Regions from separate parts of the Sus scrofa genome. Here region 2 is linked to region 1. The links are chromatin contacts, called in public Hi-C maps. All regions are on one chromosome and are shown on one strand. The core of a region is the stretch at or near the end of the contact, and the rest is flanking DNA. Distances in the headings are between cores, read along the strand shown. Region 1 overlaps SMIM14 (small integral membrane protein 14). Region 2 has its middle 20 kb from the start of UBE2K.

Evidence for each region. A called contact is a pair of places that touch in the nucleus more often than the background predicts.
Region 2: a contact with region 1 is called in a Hi-C map of subcutaneous adipose tissue, with 3 times the contacts expected there. The contact joins two enhancer-like sites. A contact is called at or near these places in 1 of 5 promoter capture datasets (liver), 18 of 47 Hi-C or Micro-C datasets (alveolar macrophages, blood, embryonic fibroblasts and 7 more) and 1 of 2 datasets of contacts at active chromatin or transcription factors (skeletal muscle).

What each region holds. Positions count from the first base shown.
Region 1 is chr8:30,790,864-30,793,371 of Sscrofa11.1, forward strand. All of the region lies in intron 2 of SMIM14 (small integral membrane protein 14), which reads right to left. Among named protein-coding and RNA genes, the nearest start is that of UGDH, 33 kb to the left of the region's middle. Within about 2 kb of position 1,253, at least 13 of the 83 cell types and tissues checked have an H3K27ac peak or open chromatin away from gene starts, as enhancers often do. A contact at or near this core is called in subcutaneous adipose tissue, where this site is marked.
Region 2 is chr8:30,866,362-30,868,869 of Sscrofa11.1, forward strand. No RefSeq gene overlaps it. Among named protein-coding and RNA genes, the nearest start is that of UBE2K, 20 kb to the right of the region's middle. Within about 2 kb of position 1,255, at least 4 of the 83 cell types and tissues checked have an H3K27ac peak or open chromatin away from gene starts, as enhancers often do. A contact at or near this core is called in subcutaneous adipose tissue, where this site is marked.

The sequences.
Region 1 (2,508 bases), core at 3-2,502:
TTTTTTTTGTCTTTTTAGGGCTGCACCCATGGCATATGGAGGTTCCCAGGCTAGGGGTCTAATCAGAGCTGTTGCCGCCAGCCTGCACTACAGCCACAGCAACATAGGATCCTTAACCCACTGAGCAAGGGGATCAAACCCGCATCTTCATGGATACTCGTGGGATTCGTTTCCGCTGAGGTGCAACAGGAACCCGAATATTTTGCTTATTTACCAAATACTTTCTCCCTGTCCAATAAATTTAATTATGCTTTAACTGGCTTGAATTAAAAAAAAAAAAGACAAGAGATAAGTGTTGGCAAGGATGTGGAGAGGAGGGAATCTTTGAGCAGTGTTGGGAGAAATGTAAATTGGTGTAGTCACTTAAGCAAACAACACGGAGGTTCCTCAAAAAATTACAAATAGAGCTGTTGTATGATCCAGCAATTTCACTTCTAGGTACTTACCTGAAAGCAAAAACACTAATTTGAGAAGATACATATTCAGTACAGCATTATTTTCAACAGCCAAGATACAGAAATAACCTAAATGTCTGCTGATGGATAAATGGATAAAGATAGTGTGTGTGTGTGTGTGTGTGTGTGTGTGTGTGTAGCTGCATGTGTGTATACACATACAATGGAATTATTATTCAGCTTTTAAAAAGAAAAAAAAATTGCCTTTTGCAACAACCTGGATAGACTTTGAGGGAATTATGCTAAGAGAAACAAATATGATCTCATTCATATGTGGAATTTAAAACAACAACAGATCAAGCTCAAAGATACAGAGAACAGACTGGTGGTTGCTAGGGGCAGGGAGTTGGGGAATAAGCGAAAAGGTTGAAGGTCAAACGTATAAACTTCTAGTTATTAAAGTCGTGAGGACATAATGTACAGCACAGTGACTACAGTTAATACCATATTGCATATTTGAAAGTTGCTGAGAGTAGATCTTAAAAGGTCTCATCACTAGAAAAAAATTTTAACTGTATGGTGACAAGTGTTACCTAGACTTATTATGGTGATCATTTCCCAATATATATATAAATTGTACACCTGAAATTAATGTTATTTGTCAATTATATCTCAATTTTTTAAAAAGGTGGTCTACTGCCCCTCCTCTTGAAGCTGAGCAAGGCTTAGTAATGCTTCCACCAAAATACAGCAGAAATGTTGCAAGCGACTTCTTAGCCAAGTCATAAACAGTATCCAGCTGCTATCTGGTTCTGTCCCTCACTCATCCTCTCTTGGGATGGATCCTCGCCCTTGGAACCAAGCCACTGTGCTCTGAGGAAGCGAAGCAGCCACATGAAAGGCCATATGAAGGTGTTCGAGCTGAGAGTGCTGGGTGGGGTTTCAACCACCAGCCAGCATCAACTGCGAGAGTGAGAGAGCAGGCCTCCAGATGCTTTCTGCTCCCAGCCTCTCAGTCTTCCAGCTAACAACTCAGACGTTATACAGTAGACAAGTCATCTCCACTGTGCTCTGTATAAACTCCAGACACACAGTTCTTTCAACTTAATTAAAAAGTTGTTTTATGCCACCAAATTTTGTGGGTAATTTATTATACAGCCATAATAATAGGAATATAAAAGAAACTGTGAATAGCTTATAATCAGTAAAGTGGCAATGAGAGGCTGGGGAACATAGGGAGATATTTACTTTTCCCTTTCTACCTTAGCACTGCTTGGATTTTGTGCAATGAGGACAGGCAACAGTTACTTTATCTTTTCTATAAAACACAACCTCACTTTGGTGAAAATAAAGGAAAACCAGAAAGCCAGAAGGGGGAGCTCTTACACAATACCACTCGATGTCAATTAACAGACCTAAGAGAAGCACCATCAATTACAGGCTCCAACAGGAAAAAATGTGCACTGCATCTCCTGCAAGAACTTGACTACCCCAGCAATTCAGCCAATGAGAAAACATTATCACCCTGAACTCTCTTTTCTCCAATTGGCTTTTGTTCAAAACAACCCCTCTAGCTTCCTCCTTTTTCTTTGTTTGTTGGTCTTGCCTACGGTTTTGTTTTTGTTTTTTTTTTTTTTTGTCTTTTTGCTATTTCTTGGGCCGCTCCCGCGGCATATGGAGGTTCCCAGGCTAGGGGTCAAGTCGGAGCTGTAGCCACCAGCCTACGCCAGAGCCACAGCAACGCGGGATCCGAGCCGCATCTGCAACCTACACCACAGCTCACAGCAACGCCGGATCGTTAACCCACTGAGCAAGGGCAGGGACCAAACCCGCAACCTCATGGTTCCTAGTCAGATTCGTTAACCACTGCGCCACGACGGGAACTCCATTGCCTACGGTTTTTGCTGTGGCTTGCTTGTCCTGAACTACAATTCTTTGTTATTCCCAAATAAATCCATTTTTACTGGTAAAATCAGTGACTCTCTTACTTTCAAGGTCAACAGTTCCTAGCTGGTAAAATCAATTGTATCAGTAATCACACAAGGACTATCTACTCTTCTAGTGCCTAGATGTTATTGATAAAAAGTATTAAGACTTGAAAGAAGGACATTGA
Region 2 (2,508 bases), core at 5-2,504, 76 kb after region 1:
TCTAACTTGACCCTTAGCCATAAAAAGAAAAAAAAAGAAAGAAAAATAAACTCCTTTGCTTCTCCTATGGCTACAGAGAAGCTTTTACCACCCTAGTTCCGCAAATAGCTGCCTCTCTAACAACTCCTCACCTTTTTTTTTCTGGTTCCCATCACTCAGCATTAAAAAAAATTTTTTTTTGGTCTTTTTTTTTTTTAGGGCTGCACCAATGGCCTGTGGAGGTTTCCAGGCTGGGGGCTGAAGAGCTGTAGCCGATGATTGCGCCACATGCACAGCAACGTCAGATCCAAACATCGCCTGTGACCTACACCACAGCTCGTGGAAATACTGGATCCTTAACCCACTGAGCAAGGCCAAGGATCAAACCTCCGTCCTCATGGATACTAGTCAGATTGGTTTCCACTGAGCCACAATGGGAACTCCTGATCCTTTAATGTAATTGCTTCTCGATGTTTTTTTTTGTTCTTCTCATTCGACACTGTCACCCTAAATGTGGGTCTTCAAATTAACGTCAATGCCAATGACTCCCAAAGCTGTATCACTTTGTCCTCTGGAATCACCTTTCCAGTGGCCTGCTGGATTCATTCCAATGGACTTTATCTCCTTTACATTGATTATGCCCTGGTTTTCAGTGGTAGGTTTTTGGATTTTGTTTTGTTTTGGTTTTCATTTTTTTGGCCGTGTCCATGGCATGCGGAAGCTCCTGGGTCAGGGGTACAACCCACGATACAGAAGTAACCAGAGCCACAGCAGCAACAATGCTGGATCCTTAACCCACTGAGCCACCAGGGAACTTTACTTGTAAAATATTTGATTCAGACAAATCTGTAATTTACAATTCCTGTTTCTTTTTCTACATTGATTTCAAAAATAGACTAATAGAAGAGTTCCCAAACATGTGGAGCAGTGAGTTAAGAATTCGACTGTAGTGGCTCGGGTTGTTGTGAAAGTGTGCATTCTACCCTGGCCTGGCACAGGAGGGGTTAAAGGATCTGGTGGTGCCGCCACCTGCAATGTAGGTTGCACCTGCAGCTCAGATTCAATCCCTGGCCCAGGAACTTCCATATGCCACAGGTGTGGCCATTAAAAAAAAAAAAAAGAAAAGAAAAGAAAAAGAAAGAAAGAAAGACTAGCAGAAGCCAACTTCAAGATTCTCCTTTATTTTTCTATTTTTTGGCCAGGCCAAGGCATGTAGAAATTCCCCAGGCCAGGAATGTAACCCATACCACAGAAGTGAGCCAAGCCACTAAAGTGACAATGCTGGATCCTTAACTGTTGCGCCACAAGAGAACTCCCAAGATCCCTCTTTAAACCTAGATCATATCCTGAGCATCCAGACAGCTCTGTGCTGTCTCCTGGATTCCTTTAACTGTCAAGAATTAAAAGGTGAAGAAGAAGAGTTCCTGTCGTGGCACAGTGGTTAACAACCCTGACTGGTATACATTAGAACGCCGGTTCAATCCCTAGCCTCGATCGGTGGGTTAAGGTTATCAAAAAATTTAAAAAAAAATTGCATTTCCACAGTAATTCCTTGGGTGAGAAGATTGCACACCTAGTAGAGATCCATTGATTAATTATAAATTAACATTTTTGGGTATAACATGACAAAGAGCTATGACATGGAAAATAACTCCCATATATTACGCTGGATAAAAGAAACTTGCTTTGAAACAAATCCATGGACTTGGAGAAGAGATTTGTTCTAAGGCGGAGGGGGAGGGAATGGGATGGACTGAGAGTTTGGGGCAAGTAGATGCAAACTATTGCATTTGGAGCAGATAAGCAATGAGATCCTGCTGCATAGCACAGGGAAGTATATCCAACCATGTGTGATGGAACATGATGGAATAGGAGAAAAAGAAAGTGTGTGTGTACATATGTATATACTTTGCTGTACAGCAGAAATTGACAGAACATTGTAAATCTAGTATAATAAAATTTTTTTAAAAAGGATAATAAAGGAATCCTATGAGCACAAAGAAAAAAAAAGAAACTTGCTTTGACCTCATTTTCTTCTCATTATCTTTCTTCTCCTTTATCACCTTTTGAAGGCTTTTTTGTTTGCCTTCTTTTTACTGGATTTATTTTTATTTTTGTTTTGTCCCTTATATCAATAGTCCTCCTCTTCCCTTTTCTTTACCCTGCTTAGTACATCATAGAAATGTATAATTTGAAGTTTCGCATACTGCACTTTTTTGTTTTTTAATGGGAATTGGGCAAGAGGAGGAATTTAAGATAGGAGAAAAAAAAAAAAATCTGTGGTATAGTCATTTTCTGCCTCAGTAGAGAAATAGTGCCTTCTAGTGTTTGCAATAACAATTTGTACATGCACCATTTCAATTCATCTGAAAAGTAAAAGTAATTTTATAATTTTCCTACCATTTGTAATAATTACATAAATGGAATTATTATCCCTATTTTAGAGATTTAAAAGCCAGAATCATAAAACATTTATTTAATGTTGAGATGATGATAGCACTTAGACCAAACATATGAAAGAATTAGAAA